2 separate regions of the Mus musculus genome follow, and region 1 is linked to region 2. A link is a contact called in public promoter capture Hi-C data. All regions are on one chromosome and are shown on one strand. The core of a region is the stretch at or near the end of the contact, and the rest is flanking DNA. Distances in the headings are between cores, read along the strand shown.

Evidence for each region. Promoter capture Hi-C pulls out the DNA fragments that hold promoters and counts their contacts.
Region 1: a promoter capture Hi-C map of liver shows a contact between it and region 2, with 2.5 times the contacts expected there. The contact joins two enhancer-like sites. A contact is called at or near these places in 1 of 39 promoter capture datasets (liver), 1 of 484 Hi-C or Micro-C datasets (bone marrow-derived macrophages) and 1 of 9 other capture datasets (embryonic stem cells).

Annotation. Positions count from the first base shown.
Region 1 is chr10:21,665,924-21,670,827 of GRCm38.p6, reverse strand. No RefSeq gene overlaps it. Among named protein-coding and RNA genes, the nearest start is that of Gm5420, 22 kb to the left of the region's middle. Within about 2 kb of position 1,662, at least 47 of the 459 cell types and tissues checked have an H3K27ac peak or open chromatin away from gene starts, as enhancers often do. A contact at or near this core is called in liver, where this site is marked.
Region 2 is chr10:21,418,276-21,423,139 of GRCm38.p6, reverse strand. No RefSeq gene overlaps it. Among named protein-coding and RNA genes, the nearest start is that of Aldh8a1, 43 kb to the right of the region's middle. Within about 2 kb of position 1,924, at least 11 of the 459 cell types and tissues checked have an H3K27ac peak or open chromatin away from gene starts, as enhancers often do. A contact at or near this core is called in liver, where this site is marked.

The DNA.
Region 1 (4,904 bases), core at 413-2,912, 250 kb before region 2:
GATTATCTGTACTGGCAAGACTCTTGACATCATATGTCACAGCAAACTCAGGAGCTAATTTGGCTGAAGGACTCTCTCTCATGTCAGAAGATTTTTAATTAAAAGTTTTATTTTAGATGATATCTTCTACTCAAACATAAGGCAAAGAAAAGAAAGACACACAAACTGCATCTCATGGGTTTTGGTGTGACAAGTATTTCTTAAAGCAAAACATTTAGCAATATGCAAACATTTTTGTGAAACTTGTTCCCATTTTCTTTTCACTGTTGTTTGGATGGGAGAAGAGGAAAGAAGAATTCCTTATGATGGCACACAGACGTGGGTTAGTCACTGTGGCCTCTCACATAAACGGCCCCCATCAGGTTCTAGACCGTGGTTTGGAAGATGAACTATCAAGCGGGCAAGTTCAGTACTTTTCCACTTGGAGCCTCTGTGCAGACAGAGTGCCGTGGTCTGGAGTGGAAAGGCCTTGTTCTTACACAGGGAGTTTCATTTTCACTGCTACACTGTTACTGACTGCCTAGGCTCTCTTGGGACTCCTAACTCTATATCCTTCAATGTTTAACATCCTCATACTGTTTTTAGTTAATGATAATGAGAACTAAATCAGTGTGTTCAGATGAAGTTTTGGATTGTTATTGGATGACAGTTTCACCTACAGACAGATAAGTGATCTACTTCTGTGGTCATAGGAGCTGGCCTTGAAAGTCTCTAAAAAGAACCCTGAGAGCTGGCCAGCTTTCGGCACTGAGTATGGAAATGTCATCACGTCAATGTAGCTATAATGCCCACTTCCACTTGTTCTGCCATCAGCATCTGGGCATGGCTTGTTTTATTTTTGCATCCTCTGCGTCATTAAATGATAACGTTTAGAAAAGTCACATTTCATCGTGGCTGACAGTATCTCATGAGCACAGAGCTTAATAAAACAAAGCTGTAGTAAGGGTTTTGGCTTTGCTTCATATTTCATTTCCTGTCCGTGGCTTATTGTTCTTGGGGCTGGGGAGCATTCCGACGTCTTTTAGAATATAGAATTCACTTACGGGCAGCAGCCGTCCATTCACATCGGGCTAAGGGAAGGAAACAAAGGACACTGTAGTTCTCAGCAACACGAACAAGTTCATCTTGTGGCCTTCATCTTCATTGACATTTGGCGTGGGTTAAACTTGAGCTAAAGGGCTTGATTATTCAAAGTTCTCTGACTTTTTCTTGTTTACGTTGGCATTCTGATTCTGAAGTCTGAACCAGACTTTTCCTTTTATCCATTCCACCTTAGACCATGGATTACCAGAATAAAATATCCAGTGAGGTAGAAAGAAAGGTTGAGGCATGTGGGGGATAGTGAGAAAGGTCACAGCTGGCTAGGATTTTGCCATGCGCTGAGTTTTGAAAAATTTGTTACAGGATTTTAAAGTGTATTTTCCGCTCACTAAAAAAACCACTTGTGGAAACTATCGTGGCCGCCGTGGGAAAAGGAAAATGCTGGAAAAAGGAAAATATGCTCACCTCTGCTTCACCTTCTGCATAGAGGGGCAGACAGGACGACTCGCTCGCTCCTCCTCCGCCTATAGAGGAGGAAACAGAGAGGAATCTGCTGGAGAGCATCTGATCTGTTTCAGGAAAGAGAGCAAGGCAGGCTTGGGACCACCCGCGGTCACTTCCTGTGCAGAAGCGGGCTTCAGGCACACACCAGTCAGTGCCGCAGCCTCCCTGGAGCCAGGCGTTTCTATTGTGATGCCTAAAACAGGAAAAAACGGACACGTGTTTATGTGTGCGTCAGATACTTGGAAATCCACCGTTTTCTTGGCAACATCAGGATGTTTGTTTGTTTGCCCATTACCTCCCACCCACGAACTAAACAAATGTAAAGCCAGAGAAACGGCGTTTACAGTAGTTCAGAACGCGGGTCCTTTATGCCAATGTTTCCTTCTTAGGTCAAACTAAGACGTCCTACAGGAAGTAAACGCAGAAAATGAAAACTAAAAATTAATCAGATATATAAATATCTGGCCATGCCTACTATCTCAACATTGGGAGGACCAGGAGTTCAAGGTTATCCTCTGATGTATAACATGCTTGAGGTTCACACAGACTAGATGAGATGCTGCTTCAAAAAAAAATACATGTTATGTATATATGCAACAAAATACACACATGTGCACACAGGAACTAGAAGGTAACAAAGCGATGGATCTGAAAAACGCTTCAAGAGTTATATCGATGCAAATTTAGTCAAGTAAAATATTTTTAAATTAATTAATTTTTTTACACTCCATACTTTATTCTCCCCTTCCCCCGTTTCCCCCTGTCTACCCTCCTACTGCTCCACATTCCACACCTCCTCCCCATCCTCTGTCTCCACGTGGATGTCCCCACCTGGCCTCTAAACTCCCTGGAGCCTCCAGTCTCTTGAGGGTTAGGTGCATCATCTCTGAGTGAACACAGACCCAACAGTCCTCTACTGTATGTGTGTTGGGGGCCTCCTATGAGCTGGTGTATGCTGCCTGGTTGGTGGTGCAGTGTTGGAGAGATCTCAGGGGTCCAGATTAATTGAGCTGGTCCTACTACAGGATCACCCTTCTCCTCAGCTTCTTTCAGCCTTTCCCTAATTCAACCACAGGGGTCAGCAGCTTCTGTCCATTGGTTGGGTGCAAATATCTACATCTGACTCTTTCAGCTGCTTGTTGGGTCTTCAGGAGTGTGGTCATGCTAGGTCCCTTTTTGTGAGCGCTCCATAGTCTCAGTAATAGTGTCAGGTCTTGGGATCTCCCCTTGGGCTGGGTCCCACTTTGGGCCTGTCACTGGACCTTCTTTTCCTCAGGTTCCTCTCCATTTCCATTCCTGCAATTCTTTTAGACAGAAACAATTATGGGTCAGAGTTGTGACTGTGGGATGGCAACCCCCTCCCTCACTTGATGCCCTGTCTTCCTGCTGGAGGTGGGCTCTATAAGTTCCCTCTCCCTACTATCGGGCATTTCATCAAAAGTCCCTCCCTTTGAGTCCTGAAAGTCTTTCACCTGCCAGGTCTCTGGTACATTCTGGAGCCCCCCCCACCCCCAACCTCCTATCTCCTGTTTCCATTCTTTCTGCTGGCCCTCAAGGCTTCAGTCCTTTTCCCTCATCTAATACCAGATCAGGTCACCCCACCTCCACTTTTAATAAAGAAAACCAAGTAAAAGACATAAAGGAGGAATGAAGAAATGGCTGAGTTGTAAGAGCCCTTTTCCCTCTTCCAAACTGAGTTCCTGTCACCACATGGCAGCTCACAACCATGCTTGTCCATGGGATCTGATGTCTTCTCCTGGTCTCTGAGTACACAAGGCGTGCATGTAATGCACATACATGCATACATACATACAGGCCAACATTGACATGGATAAAATAAAGTAAAAAGGAATCTTTAGGGTATGATGTATCTTCCTGTACCTAACCTGAGAAAGGTAGTGAACTCATGAGTATTTTAAAAAATAAAGGGTTTAAAGGTTAACATAAAACTCGCCGGAATATAAGAAGCTGTGGACTCTGTCCCCAACATTGAACCCTCACACTCACACATGTGAACGCACAGCTTTCAGACCCTCTCTTGGTCATTTTTGAAGGATTTCCTGTGACCTGGGTTTTAAGGAGCTCACTACCACGTGTGGCCTCCATTCTTTCTTTTTTTTCTTTTTCTTTAGATTTATTTTTTTATTTATATGAGTACACTGTAGCTGTCTTCAGACCCAACAGCTTCTTTTAACTCTGTCTTGTGAGCCCCTTTCTTGTTTCCTGGCCTCTGCTCACACTTATTCCTAACTCAATATACATATTCAGCAGCCAGAGGCTATGAGCCACACACCAGGAAGAGCATGCATTTTTCTTTCTGAGCCTGTCTAAGTTAGAGTTTCTCTTGCTGTGATGAAACACCACGACCAAAAGCAAGTTCAGGATGAAAGGGTTTATTTGCCTTACGTTTCCATATTGCTGTTCATTAGTGAAGGAGCTTGGGGCAGGAACTCAAGCAGGGCAAGGACCTGGAGGCAGGAGCTGATGCGGAGGCCATGGACGGGTGCTGCTTACTGTCTTACTCCTCATGGCTTGCTCAGCCTACTTTCATATAGACCCCAGGACCACCAGCCCAGGGATGGCACCACCCACAATGCACTGGGCCCTCCCACATCAATCACTAATTAAGAAAAACGCTTCCAGGCTTGCCTACAGCCCTATCTGATGGAGACATTTTCTTAACTGAAGTAAGTTCCCTCCTCTCGGATGACTTTCGCTTGTGTCAAGTTGACATGAAACTAGCCAGCAGAGTAACCTCACTTAGTATAATATATTCCACTTCAATTTTCCTGCAGCTTTCAGGATTTCATTTTCTTTAAAGCTGAATAAAGTGTGTGTGTGTGGGGGGGGGGACACATGCATGCACATGTGGGCACACACCAAAAATCAATTATTAACACTGGAATTGCAGATCAGAAAATAGAGCGGTACAGAAGATCTGGAAAGGAATCATCAGAGTAAATTATATGCAGCAAGGGCTCAAAGGGTTAAAGGATGTGCAGAGAAACCAGGCAGTAGTGGCAGTGTTATCTATAGTCATATGAAGAATTCGCAGCAAGGACTATGCCAGTCTTTGTCACGGTTTCCAAACAGAAATAATCTTCACTTTCTTTGCTCAGTTAGCCCTGGATGCATATTTTTTTAATAGTATAAAAATGATCTCTCTGTCTCTGTGTGTGTCTCTCTCCCCTTTCAATCATCAGATACTGTGGTGAGTGCAAGGGTAAAATAAAATCACACCGCACTGAAGCGAAGCCGATCACCTCCCACCGCTACTACATGTAACTTTGAAGCAATTTTGTTCAACAACATACAGGCATAACTTCTTGGTCAGCCACGAAGCTTTTAAAACCACTTCT
Region 2 (4,864 bases), core at 675-3,174:
CAGAGAAACCCTGTGTCAAAAAAAAAAAAAAAAAAAAAAAAAAAAAAGCAAGCAAGCTGGTGTTGGAGAAGTGGTGTCACCACTGTCATTGGCCTTGGGGACCTCTCTGAATTTGGAAGACTTCAGAGCTAGCAGTACCCTCGAATGATGTGAGTCCCCACTTCATGGGCAGTTCTGATTAGAGTTATGAGACCAGCAAGTTAAGAGAAATGTAAACAGTCAAGATTGCACTCCTGAGGCTTCAGGTGGGGACTGAGCTGGAGGTCATTCAGCTTATATCCTGGCAAAGACTTTGCCTAGGTTTTTCCCATGTCTTAAAAGTCTAAGTGAAGATGCTTCAATATGAATGCCCTAATCCGTTTGACGGTATTCCGGTGGCAGGGTTACTGCTCGCCGTTTGCAGTCAGATTTATAGTGAGCCCAGAAGGCAAATGGCAAAGCCTAAGAACATGAAAAACTCCTGGTCTGGCAAGAAGATGAGTGTGAACTCAGAGTGGCACGTGAGGCAGTTGTGTTAATAAAGGCGTTGCCACGAAAGAGTCTGCACTTCACAGTGGGACAATGGGAGGAGTCCCTTGGGAGTCAGACTCTACTCAGCAAAAGCTGTAGGTTATAAAAATACTTATTCTCTCGGGCTCCCCAGGCCTGCTCTTCGGCTCACAGATGGTTTTCTTTCTCTGCATTCACTTCCAGTGTGCCCTGGCATCTGTGTAGGTTCATCTCCTTATGGGGTACCTCAGTAAGGTTGCATTAAGGTCATTCTAAAAGCTTCATTTTTAGCTTCATCATCGTGCTGAGATCCATCACATTTTGAGACAATATAAATTGTAATTAACGTATTGGGAAGAGGTGAAGACACAGCTCAGTCTGTAAAGCGCCTCCTGCTTCCTGTCCTTCATCTCTTCCTTTCTTTCATTCCAGGTTTTACTTTCTCAATAAATACTTACTGAGGACTTAGCAGGGGCCAGATACTACAAAGAAAAATGAGACAAAATCCTCTACAAAATCCTTTTTGTATAGACTTACACACTCATACACACTCTCATACACATACACACACTCACATACACCACAGACACACTCATACTCACACATACATTCACACACCACACACATACACAGTCACACAACACACACTCACACATACAACATACATCTCATACATATAACACACAAACAACACACACACAACACATACAACATACATCTTATACATATAACACACAAGCAACACACACACACACACACACACACACGCACACAACACATACTCATACACACCACACAAACATACCACACAAATTTTTATGCACACACTCACACATACAACACATACTCACACAACACACACTCATACACACACACACCATACACATTCACATACCACACCACATACCATACACGCACATTCATGTTTACACTTACACATACACACACTCATGCACACATACATTACACCACACATACACCATACACACACACTTATACACACTCACATACACACACCTACAAAAGTCTGTTCTGTGACTCCTCTGGCATCTTCTAACATTGAGACTGAGACTGGTTCTTGTCACATCGCAATTAGTGGCAGAGACCTTACTAACTGGCAGGGTCAACGCCAAGACAGTATGGGATAATGGCCGCACCGATTATACTCGCCAGGAGGTAGATTTGTGATAATAAATGAAAACCAGTGCCCAGCATGAGAGATGTTAAACTCAAAGTGGAAAACAAATCGCAATCTGGTTATTTAAAATGCTTGCCCATGGAGTGGGGGAAGAAAGCAAGAGAGGGAGTAAAGGGAAGGGAGAAGAGATGACACAAGAAGAGAGGCAGGGGAGGAAAGGGGAGGGGAAGAGAGAGGAGGGGCGAGAACAAAATGTTACAGAGAACCAGCGCCACCTGTTGGGGAGAAGTGGTGCTACATCTGGTAAGTAAAAAAAAATGTGTGCCACTCTTGTCTGCTATCTCGTGTTCTCCCTGAGCTAGCCTCAATGATGTGTACCACGAGAGCTCACTTAGTCAGACTGCACACAGCCAGGCTTACAGGTTCCATGCCATTTAACTCAGATCCTATTAATCAACCTGCCCCTGACCTGACCAAGTCTCCTTTGAGAGCGAGAGACTTCAACCCTTGGGGGAAGGCTTCTGGCATTTCTGAGTTTTGTTAAACTCAAGGTACTGTATAGACAGGTTTGCGCACGCGCTGTGCCACGCCCTCCTTTTCTCGAAACTCAGACACTTGGGACGAAAAACAGACCAATCAAGTAGCAATTTTAAAAAGTGCCAGTCAACAAACAAAATGTGACCCCCAAATGGTGTGGACAGGACTAGAGAACGTTGTGTGGAAGTACATATGGCAAAATGATGACGTTTGGATGGCGTTCAGTGCTGAGAGAAATCTCAGCAAACACACAACACTCGTGGTAAGGAAAAAAAAAATGTGCTCTTGCTTTTGGTAAGGAAGAAATGGCCCGTGCTTGAAGGGCCACCCGGAAGAGCGATTTAACCTGAGTAGGGCTTTTTCAGAGAATAGCTTGAGATAAGGGAGGAAAGGGAAGTTGAAACGCAGGCCGACCATTGAATAAAGGCAAAGATAAGGTTACTCGGTTTAAAGGCGTTGAAGATTCTGGGAAAGAAAACAAAGCACCATAAACCGTATCCTAGGCTAACTTAGCTGCCAGTTATAAGCAGAAGAAAGTGGCTGTAAGGTAGGAAAATATACCCCAAAGCAAAAGAGAGGTTTAAGACCACAGGTATGTAATTGAAATCAGAAAAGAAATCTGGCTCTTTGATACATTTTCGTGTTGATGAGTATACTAATAAGACATTTCTAAATATTAAGCCAAGGGAGCGCCTTCAATGAGGAATTGAAGAGGATGAAGAGAAAACGCCAGAAAAGGATTCAGACGCAAAGCCCAGGAAAAACAAAGCAGGGGGTTAAAGATGGCAGTGAACAAGGCTTCAGAAATGACTTGGTTAAATTTCATAATATCTTACAAATAATTCATAATAAATAAATAAACTAATGGATTATTTAACTTTCTGGCATAGCAAAGGGTGGGCAGCTCCCCCTCTCAGGACACTAAGAATATGTGTGGCGACCTTATAAAAAGCCTGCTTGCTTCAGGGCCTTATCCAGTGCGCAAGACTGGTCAGGGGTTTGCAAGCGCTCTGATGTACATCTCAGAGCTCACTCATTGTCCCCAACACATTTTTTATTCTAAGGTTAAATCACTACGCTCATTTTACACCAATGTTTTTCTGTAAGTGAGGGTGCAAACTCTAAATTGCTAAAACTGCCCCAGGAATCAAAGCTCCAAACCGGATGATAATCCCTCCCTCCGAGTGCTTGGTTCATGGAGCACACAAAGCCTGGAGAAGTGCAGTCTTGTTCTGTGCTGGACTTGAGTAAAGCAAGGATTTGTTTGTTTGTTTGTTTGTTTTTATTGGAAGCTCAAGTAAACAAGGTCTCCTTGGTCCTGTATTTGTTCGCTTTGATTGTACTGATACCAAATGGGGCCTATATTTTATCTTATTTCCTATAACTACAGTTCTCAGTGTTCTGATAAAATGCCTGACAGAAATGTCTCAAGGAACGACAAAGTTATTTTGACTCACAGTTTGAAGATGCAATCCACCCTGGCAGGGAACACACAGGTCAGGAGCGTGAAGCGGAAGTTCACAGTGTGCCTGCGGCGTGAAGCGGAAGTTCACAGTGTGCCTGCAGCGTGAAGCGGAAGTTCACAGTGTGCCTGCAGCAAAGGTCGAGAGCCGTGAATGCGGGTGCTGATTGTTTTGTGCTTTACTCAGCTCAGGATGGCAGCCTCTGATGTGGTTCAACCTCCACTCGGGGTGGGACTTCCGTCCTCCGTTAACCTCTCTGGAAACAGCCTGACTGATACAGTCAGTGGGCTCTTTCTGGGTATTTCTCAATCCAGCCAATACAATGACAGAGATTACAGATCACACCTGCGTTTAGAATCTCCTCTTCTTGTTCTTATTCCACACTGGTTCTGATACCTGATGTTCATCAGGAAGTATTTGGTAGGTAAATAATGAGTTTCCAATGTTCAATTATGTCAACGGGTATATTAAACCTGACCAGTGCACCATATCAGTTAGGGATGCTTCAGCCAGTGAGTAACAGAAGACTTCTCACACAAAAGTCTGAACATGGAAGCAGAAGGCCCTGGGCTCGCCTTGCTGCTCAATGACATCCCGGGAGACCATAGCTCACACCATCTTTTCATACCCATAATACTTAGCAGACGCTTTCATCCTGGTTCTTTGCTCTTGGTCACAGTGTGCCTGTTTCGCCTGCAATATCAGGGTATGCTCCAGGGGGGAGCAAGGGATGCCAGCAAGGCTTGTCTCTCCTCTATAAGGAAAGAAAGAACTTTTCCAGAAGCATCCCTAAGCATTCTCTGTGTTGTCTCATTGGCTAAAACTGGACCCCACAACCATTCCTAAACCAGTTGCCAACTTTTGAACATCATATAACTCACCCTAGTTGAAATTGGTAAATTAGTTTAGGATAATCATTTGTCAATCACAGAATCCAAGGGTATATTCTACACCCCTGAAACCAAAGAAGCCAAGCAAATGGGATTCCATTGGCTTGGAAACAAGGATAGATGTAGGCTAATAACAGAAAATGCCTTTTATTATGTATTTTTGGGTGAGCAAGTATTTGTATATCTCTAGTCAAGGTCACTAAGCCATATGTAGACTTTACTAGTAGACCCTAAACATGACCTGTTTTCCTGTCCAACAGCATTGCTTAATTTCCACCATGAACCTAGAAAGGGAATTTAGAGCTGGAGATATAGCTCAGTGAAATAACATTAATAACATTAAAATT